Regions from separate parts of the Xenopus tropicalis genome. Here region 2 is linked to region 1. The links are chromatin contacts, called in public Hi-C maps. All regions are on one chromosome and are shown on one strand. Each heading gives the region's core, a stretch centred on a gene start, on an enhancer-like site or on the middle of the called end of the contact. The rest is flanking DNA. Distances are from core to core; before and after follow the strand shown.

Region 1 (5,116 bases), core at 1,398-3,897:
TATGGTGCTGGATTATTTTTTTGTATTTAGAACAAATGAAAGTACTATTTGCCTGCTTTCTGAGTTTTCTGAGCTGTGAGTGCATTCAGAAAGTGAATATAGTGGGCCCCTTTCATACCTTCAAATGCAAACCCTAAAATAAAACGATGTTTAATGAAAGAAAACACAATTCTAGTCCATTGTCCAATACACAGCCATTAAAAATGTTAAAAAGGTTGTATAAAAGATTAGTAGATGTAACTGCTATTGAAAGCAGTGTCTGTCTTTCCCCTTGCTATTCTCTGGTGGTTTTGACTTTTGGAACAATGTAAAAGCCTGCTGACAGACCTGTGAAGAAGCATTCAATGCACTGAAAAGATAACAGATTCTACTACTTTGTTTGAAGGGTCAGAACCAGGAGTGCAGAGACAAAGAGAGACAGACAGATATTGCTTTCACTTGCTGTTACATTTGCAAACAAATTTGATACCAATAAAAAAAATGTAATATATGTATGTTGGTAAGTAAGATAGAATTACATTTTATTTCATTAGTCAATGTTTTTCATTTACCAGCGCCTTTAAACACAAAACCCATGTACATTTATTTATGCAGAAGAGGTGCTCTCATCATAACCTGACCCCTGTATTATTTCATCCCAGTATGTTGCACAGATTTGGCTGCATCTTTGCGTTCACTGCATCTGTTAAACTGTATTTTACAAGTAAAAACCTGGGCAGCTTAGCATTGCAAGTGCAACCACGCATAGAGCACCTTTCATACTGCTGAACATAATCAAACCTATTTTATAGGCACCAAATCAAGCGCAGATTTTGCGCTAGGAAGCTGGGAATCGAGGGTTAACCGCGGCGCAAGTCAAACTGAGTAATATAGATCGTCCCCTACTGGCCAGCATCACAGCCAATCAGCAGCCGCGCAGCAGCCTAGCCCCCTCCCTGCCCACACCCATAGGAAACCGGCTGTCACTGCTGTTTAAATGTCCCGAAGCGTGGGCGGGGCCAAGGCAAGCACTGGTTGCTGCTCATATCCATTAAACTCCTTTCCTCCAATACGGATTGAGGCAGAAGGTGTAAATAGGAAACTGAAGCCTAATACACATGGTGAACCTTGGTGTGTCTCTGGGTGTGAGAGAAGAAGGCAGCACGTTGGTTCCTTACTGCAGCCAGAGATTTGTATAACAGATTGGTCCCCCTTTATATGCTTTCCAAAGTGGAGCTGAACTGCAGAACTGGCCAAGATCATCACAACCTGCCAAATTACAGTGGTAAGGAACAGCGCCTTCTTGCTTTACTGTAGTGGACGCATTTATTATAATTATTAGCGCATACTAATTATAAATATACTCTGGTATATGACTGATTAGCTAGACACAATTGGTCATATTCATTTTGTGTTGCAATAGCAGATATGAGATACTGCATACAACCTATAGGCACCCTTCTACCCACACAGACATTTATATGCGACTGGATAATATTACGTTGGATATTATTGCTTTATTTCGAAAATGGATGCAATGCCAAACTTCTATACCAGCAGGGTGTTAATAATGAAGCACTATTTATTGTTATTTGTCTTTCCTAAAGTGGTCACAGTGGGGAATAGTCAGCACCCAGTAATTCAGGATATGGGTGGCAATTTTATCTACCTACCCTGACAAATTAAACTAATTATAGTATAACGCATATATATTATTTATATGAAATAAATAAATGTACACATGCAAGACAGATTCACTATATTGTACCGCACTCGGCCAAACTAAAATATATAATCAACTGTATGCATACAAAGATTAAATTGTTTTTTAATGGATACATTTCAAGGTTTCCATTTAGATCAACTTTCCCTTCAGGACGAATACAAAGTGTTCATTGAACATTGACTTTGCTACCATCAAATTGAAATATTTTTGCAGTTTACATTGTATCACTTAATGGATATATGTGTCCATCAGTTTGCGCTATTTGGTAAAAACTGCATTTCAGAAATTGCATTCGTCTGCGCATCTTAACGATTTAGTATTTTATCTCGGATTTTGATTTAAAGGTTAAATACGCAGATTTCAGACAGATGAAAATATACATATTACTATTATAGTTAGATATATACATTCATTTTTTTAAATTTCAACCATACTATAAATAAAAAAAATCCATATCAGACATGACGAAAATGTGCATTTCATTTAGCTTAGCATTTAACATGATTCTCCTGTGTAGATGATATAGACACACTTCTAAAATGCATTCGTCGGCGATAGTTTCGTGGAATAATTTGAATTAAGCAAGCTTTGGAATGCCAAAATGAAAATTGGGATTTTTTTTATATTAAAGAAAACGTTCTCTTTGATTTGTAAAATGTTTTAAGGACAAAAGAAGAGGTTGTTTATTATTAATCGATTGTATAATATATATTCCCATGTTTGTATGTATGTATGTATGTATGTATGTATAATACATACACACACACACACATAGTTTGCCCTGTTCCAAGCTGCACAAGTAGTGATTGACAAGGGATGTATGCCTTAGACGAATATGAGGGTGTACCCCTTTAATAAGTGATGATGCAGCAGGAGCCGGACGGACAAGCTGATGGCCCGTTGTCTCTATCTGTCGCACACACAGGGAGCCAGAGTCAGGGGATGGATTACAATTATGATGAAGATTTGGACGAGCTGTGTCCTGTGTGCGGGGACAAAGTATCCGGATATCACTATGGACTGTTGACTTGCGAGAGCTGCAAGGTAAGGGGAAAAGGGTCGCTGCGACAATAGGGATGGGTTGGCGGCCAGTCGCACCTGTACAGTTCGTTATATACTACTAATGATAAGAAATCAGGGCCTTTCTTGCTGTTGTTTTTCGGAGAACCTGTCCCGAATAATGTAAATGGCAAATTATAAAATATTTCATATATAAAAGATATATCAGATCTGAACGACATAAAGCTTATCCTATTGCCCTATGCTTGGAAGCAAGGGGCAGATTCCCTTTGTTAAGCAGGGAAAGGGCTTTACATATACAAATAAAAAATGTGATATCTCTCAGAATGTTGTGGTCTTGTGTGAAAATGGGATTTGACAACTATTAGGCAAATGTGCACACATATACTGTATATATATATATATATATATATATATATATATATATATATATATATATATATATATATATATTTATACATACACACACACATTTTTTGATGGTGTATGAAGCATTTAATACATTTTCAATAATGATTTCAATAATGATTACTTGAGTCCTTTGTTGTGCCAAACTCCTCAGGATTATTACACACCCACAGGTACATATATACATACATAATATATATATATATATATATATATATATATATATATATATATATATATATATATATATATATATATTATTTGTCAAGGCTAGGGATCAAGCCAAAACGTTTTTACTCAAATCACTTCCTTGATGTGTTTATTTGTATACAAGCAAGGATTGCACCCAGGCAAGCTTTCACCTAGATACATGAGTGCTGACCTAAATACTAACTAACTATATATATATATATTTTTTTTTTTGTTCAATTTTTTTTATGACTCTTTTCATTATACAACTCTGAATATCCCCAAAGGTGGAACTCTCCAAATACTATATCATGGGGGAGTAAGACATACTGAATGTGTTTTAATTCTGTAATCATTATTAATAATTACAGGTATGGGATTCCTTATCCAGTAAGCTCAGAAGTATGGGAAGTCTATCTTTGATATGCTGATATTTTATAGGTGTAGAGGTATGGGAACCCTTTATTAGGCAAACGCATTACCAGAAAGCTCCAAATTACGAGAAGGCCATCTCCCATAGAGTCAATTTTACGTAAATAATTCTCATTTTTAAAAAATAATTTCTTTTTTCTCTTTAAAAATTAAACAGTACCTACCTTGTACTTGATCCCAACTAATCAGCAGAAGTCCATATTGGTGGCAAAACAATCCTATTGACTTTATTTAAATGTTCATATGAATTTTAGGTTTTCTGAGCTGTGAGTGCATTCAGAAAGTGAATATAGTGGGCCCCTTTCATACCTTCAAATTTGGTGATCCAAATTACAGAAAGATCCCTTATCTGAAAAAACCCAAGCATTCCAGATAATAGATCCCATACCTGTATTTATAAAACCCTAACATATTTAGCAGCACTGTACAATAGAAGGGTGTCTACATCAATCATACAGATTATATATATATACAAATATTGACCAATACCTGGGTAAGGGGGAGCTCTGTGCATTACAGCTTACAATCTAAAAGTCTGGCAGATCTTTCTGTCGTTATGGGGCAAAAATGGACAACAGCATAATGAGCACAGAATAGCCAGGCGCAGTAGAAGGAAACACACAAGATCGGCTATTTCAAGAAAAAAAAAACATAAATTACACAAGGTCAGAACAAGTATTTGGAAATTTTTTATGGCAACTGTATGTCAGAGTATTTTTATGTGAAGGACATATTTATCAAAGGGGAGAACAGGCAGTTTGCCACAGTTCACCAGATGAGATTTTGAATGATCGTATATAAGTGAATAGAGCTTTGGAATTCTCTCCCGCTGAACGGTCTCTTCTCACTTTGGTAAACAAATAAATATACCCCAAGTGTATGTGTACATCTTGCAGATTATTTATACATACTCTGTTTACACTTACAAATCTCAACCTACACCGTATAAATCTTTCTTTTATTTAGCTCTGTCTGTGGAGCACATTTATTAATTAGCAAAAATAAAGCTTTCCGCTGTTTGGCAGAGAAGAACTCCACCTCTCCCTCTTTACTGGTATATGATTTTAGGGGCATATTTATCAAAATGTGAACATGGATTTCATATAAACACTGCTACGATCCACTGCAGAGCCAATCAGTGCAGTACTTATTTTTGTTTAATTAGAAATTCATAGAACTACATGTTTGGGCCACTTGGGTCCTTCCTCTGGTGCAATTTACAGAACAGGGACTTTAAAATCCCTTAAATCCACATATCACCCTCACACCACATCATGTGACCCACAACACCAGCTCCTTCTAGTGGCCAGGTGTGTGCACTATCCTCACAAATGGCATTACCTTGGTTAATCTACCCTATTT
Region 2 (5,110 bases), core at 898-3,397, 710 kb after region 1:
AGCCCTTCAGCTGCTCTAAACTACAATATCCAGTAGGAGCAGTGGTTGTCTGAAATTTCCCTTGACATAAATACTAAACTAACAACTATTATACATAATGTCATAATATGCCCATTTGTACTTTTAGAAATGGCATTTTCTTTCCAAGCCCACTACTTGTCGGAAGGCCAAGGACAACTGCTCTAAAACCAGCTCTGGGAACCAGACTCTTCCAAAATCCTGAGCAGGGCTACAAAAGTCAATCAAATGATCTGCTTAGGAAGTGAGATAAATTGGATCAGCCCACAAAACACAATTACTGCCATAAACTATATTTCAAACAATAAATGATTGTAAGCTCTACTGGGCAGGGACCTCCTTCCCACTGTGTCTCATACCACATGGCACTTATACATATATATACATATATGTATTTATTGTATTTATTTATTATATCACTTGTCCTTCCTGTGTGTAATTTTGTATTCTGTAAGATTGTACAGCGCTGCGTACCCTTGTGGCGCTTTATAAATAAAGTTATACATACATACATACAAATGAAAAGTAAAAGAAGTGTGAAAAATGATAAATGGGGCTGACTTTTTTTGATAATTAGTTTTGCTGAAATTCAGCAGTATTATGCCTGTCAGTGTAGGGCAAACATTGCTGTCCTTTCGTTCTCCTTTTCTATTTTCACTCATTTTCTGTTGATTTTTGAGTATTTAGTAAAACCATGACATTTGAATCAAAGTTTTCCTCATCTGTAATCTCGTATCTCTCTAGGGGGAGCTAGTGAGCCGCAAAAAATAAAAGACCTCTGTTCACACATCACTGGGACTATTCAATTATCTGTTCACTTCAGATTTTTGTATTCGGGACAAAAAAGAAAGCCCCCCCACCAATACTTACTAAAAGACTGATTTTTCTTATTTTAAGGCTAATCTAGTTTTAGAAATGCGGGCAGCTTATTCTTATGCAAACGTCGCTATCGTGAGAGTATTTACTTATATTCCCAATAAAAAAAAAAATAAAAAGCGCTTTAGGACAATAAATCAACAACTGGAAAAAAAGCACATTTTTAATTGGCGTTTTCATTTTAGTGAGTTTAAAATTAAATATGTGACTATCGTCCATGGTCTGAGTGTTTATTAACCATTGTGGTTAAATGGTTAAATTTACACTTCTGTTACTAACAGATTAAACATAGAAGAATACAGTTTTTCCATAATAAATATATCTACGACTGGCTTCGTAAACGAATTCATAACACAAATAGCACTGAGACCTTTACCTCTAAAACTTTTATAATGATAAACTTGACATACTGACACACTGGAAAAATTAAATGCTGTTTTTAATGAAATAATTACATTTTATAGAATATATCTTTCCTGATAGTCTGTTTCGTAAAAGAGTTTAAGAAGTTTGTGCAGGACAAATGCAGTTTTAAAAACAACTTGATTTTGTTTTCTTTCATTCTGGCTATTAACTACTTAGATTTTATATTTTACTTAATTTTGGTATTAAACACGTTTTTCTTTTTTCCTTTTTTAGCTGTTGTTTTGCATTATCCTTTAGCGTGTAATATTAGTATTACTTATTTCAAATTCATTATATTATTTTTTTCTTTTTACAAAGAAATATATAAATATTCGGCACTATTATTTAAACAAATAGGAACCCTGGCTGTACCAAAAGTACTTTGCAGACAGACAAATTTAACCTGGTGGAATACTGAATATTTTTTTCTAAAATGTTTTTGGGGGGGGGGGGTTGATCGAATGTACTTGCGTCAGTTTTTTGCAGCGCTGGATCGTTAACCAACAATTGTCTGGTGTGTTTAAGTAAAAAACAAACTATTAAGTTTAGTTCTAGATAAACTAATTCGTTTTTGCAAGTTTTTCCTCAATGAGTGTATGGTGTATGTACTGGTGTGTTTATAATCCTATCCTATGTTAAACAAATGTAAGTACATTTGACGCAAATAAACAAATGCTTTTATTATGCTACAAATAAACCAACCAAAACTTGAGAGGGCCCCTCAGGTATCCCAACACAGAAGGATCTGCATCCCACGCCAAAAATGGGAATGACTCAGTGGGGGGGGGGGAGGTTCCCCTCTCAGGGACCAATTGCATGAAGCACATTTCCTGTGACATTAAACCATCTATTGTCTGCAAGAATTAGGCAGGACGCTTTATCTCCTAGTGCCCGGGGAGAGCTAAAGGCAACACAATACTGAGGGTCCTCATACACAAAAACTCCCCTCAATACCCACCATACCTTATTTTCCCTGGGAATTAGCTCCCTGCTTGAAGGACCCAAATCTAGATCCCAAATGACTTCTGTCCCATGGGTACAATGAAGCAACCAGAAGGCTCATTTCCTTGCCACTATAATAGGCCGGGATTAATTATTGTAAAAAGATACCATTGGTGTGTTATGGTTATTAATTTGCCCTACATATGTGCATTATAGGTACTACTAAAAAAACAATAGCAGACTAGAAAGATGAAAAAAGATGCACATATATACACATATATATATGTGTGTGTGTGTGTGTGTGTGTCAAATTGGAGAGAAGTATAGATAGAATAGTTATAACTACACACAAATATAATTATACAAACAGAGCGATTGGATGATTTTCCCATACACAGAGTGTATGTAAGACAACATGCTCTTGGTAAAGTTATTAGCCATTAGGGGAGATGTCCCTTTACAAGTGTAGCAGTTCCTGTGTCTGAGTCCTGGGGTACCCCCCCCCCTCCCTGTAACAAGCCAAAGGAATGTAACTGCCATCCTCAATGTGTATAGGGACACTGTGGTGCCCCCACTGTAAAGGCATCTATGAATACATGAAATATCCCTTGCTGTGTAGGGACTGTGGGGCAATGAAACTCACTGAGGGGTGTAGTTCTAAACAAATATCACAGGTGCTTCTGTGGGGAGCAGACTCCCAAGAACTGATTTCCTGACCTAAAAAAGCCAATCAAATGGCAATTGCTCCAAGTGAAGGGAGAAATTATCACATAGGGAGAAGGGGAGTCTTTTTGAAGTCCTGCTTTCCTTCTGAGCTATTTTCTGCCTGTCAAAATCCATCCACTTCCAAACTGGCCCAGCTAAGCCTTCAGTGCTTGCCCAGTTAGAGGGGCACAATGGGAGCCATTTAGCATTTGTAATAACAAGTCGGGGAGGGGGGGCTAAAGCGGGAAGGCTTTAGTTCTGTGGGCTTCCACTAGATAATCCCTTCCAGGGCATTCTGGGGGTATAAGGGTTAAACACTCACATGACGCAGCAAAAAGATATGAATCAGAGAATTACTGCCTTTCTGAGTTCAATGCAATCTAGGTTTGTGCTCACACTGGGATAAAATTGCGCCATCTCAAAAACAGTAGCAGATACAGATAAATATGGTTAGAGAGAAAGAAAGGAAGGAAGGAATGAGAAAGGAAGGAAGGAAGGAATGAGAAAGAAAGAAAGAAAGAAAGAAAGAAAGAAAGAAAGAAAGAAAGAAAGAAAGAAAGAAAGAAAGAAAGAAAGAAAGAAAGAATGAATCTACATTCGTTCAACACCGCTTGAGTTAGATGTAATTTATGATAACCAATATATAGATATAGTTATTCTGAATCAGCAATGAAGAAATCAGTAATGAGAAAACTGTTAGAATTCACTCTCAAACCTAAGTTTTAAGCATAGTTCTCTCCATACAGCCAAACCTACATTCTAATTGTGTAATTAAGCTAAAAGTAAATTGAAGGACATAATCGGAAACAGATTTCTTTCTTCCTTTCATTTTATGATATAAAATAATATAGATCACCGATTTGCAGACAGAATGTAACTTAGTTCGTTTTTCTGTTTCCCATCCCCAAACCAATTATAAGTTCATATTTGAACGCAATGAAACCGATTTCCATTCTAAATTTGAAACAATGAATCTACAATAAACAGACGGCAACAACAAAAAAAATATAAAACAATAGCGTCTTTTTTTACATCCTAGTTTTCATTGGAAAGGCTAGTGTTTGCGGATCCGATATTCGTATAGACATTATCACAACGAATTCAAGTCGATATATTCCAGACGAGCTGGGGGAGAATAAGTTTGGGTGCAGGGCTTTGGTGCTGAGCAGAATCATGTTACTTATCACAAACTGGATACACGTAACTAAATATTGTTGTTACATGACAGACTGACGCAATCCAGTCGCTTTCCTCGTTATCAGTAGCACAGGGTGATCCTCAATAATAACACAAGGGCTTTTTGCTACTGATGCTGATTATAAAAACAAATTCTATCAGCATGAAGCAGTCAGATACCTCTGTCCACACCCCTCCCCCCTCTTTGGGGGTTATTTATGGAATGTTCCTGGGCAAACTGTAACCTGATGCTTGGATATATGAGCCTTCCTCTGATTCATTATTGATTAATAAACAAAATACAAGCATCTGTTTAACCCTTTGCTTTCTGAGTAAGACAGCAACTGATTACAATGAATGGAAGAATTGATAGACATCCCCGCTTTTCACACTGTTTGAATGCAATGAAGCTTAACTGTCCACACTGTCGCAAAAAAAAGTCTAAAAAAAAAAAAAACATTTAATCGGTCTCTCGCCTGCCATTAACCTACCAATCTACTTGTTACCTAGGTCGCTGCCATCAGTCAGACACTTGGTACACCAACACGGTGAACAGTACCAACCATGTATTATATATAAAAAGCCCTAAACACCCACCCAAATGCACACAAACTCTTTATAACATCGTATCCATAAACAAGATGAGCCACTTGGCTAAACTCCTCGGGCGAGCAGCCTCATCTCCTCTACTCACTTGCAAAGCTTTTTGCCTTTATACCTGAAAGGTGAGTAATGCTATAGCTTTCAGGTCCTGGCAAATTACCAGGCTGACAGCACTTGCTGCAAATAATTATACCCAGCGAGGCTATTATTATCAGTTGAGCTTTAATAAATGGAAGCTGTGCTGTGTAATCAGCGGCACAACATTACATTAGGAACAGATGCGAGAGTGACAGGCGCTTACCTGCGTTGTAGGCAGCCAAGTCCGCCCCAGGACCTGGGCTTTTCCTCTTTCTCGGTCTCCCTTTCTGGACAGTTCCCACGCCAT

What was found. A called contact is a pair of places that touch in the nucleus more often than the background predicts.
Region 2: a contact with region 1 is called in a Hi-C map of neurula embryo, with 2.0 times the contacts expected there. The contact joins the enhancer-like site here to the promoter of nr5a1 in region 1. A contact is called at or near these places in 3 of 5 Hi-C or Micro-C datasets (brain, gastrula embryo and neurula embryo).

The regions. Positions count from the first base shown.
Region 1 is chr8:28,840,188-28,845,303 of UCB_Xtro_10.0, forward strand. It overlaps nr5a1 (nuclear receptor subfamily 5 group A member 1), which reads left to right and starts at 2,648. Exons shown (of 6, transcript NM_001145741.1): 1 at 2,648-2,749. The coding sequence starts at 2,648. All of the region lies in intron 2 of LOC116406769 (a long non-coding RNA gene), which reads right to left.
Region 2 is chr8:29,546,699-29,551,808 of UCB_Xtro_10.0, forward strand. It overlaps lhx2 (LIM/homeobox protein Lhx2), which reads right to left. Exons shown (of 5, transcript XM_004918829.4): 3 at 5,027-5,110. Among named protein-coding and RNA genes, the nearest start is that of lhx2, 17 kb to the right of the region's middle. Within about 2 kb of position 2,148, at least 1 of the 11 cell types and tissues checked has an H3K27ac peak or open chromatin away from gene starts, as enhancers often do. A contact at or near this core is called in neurula embryo, where this site is marked.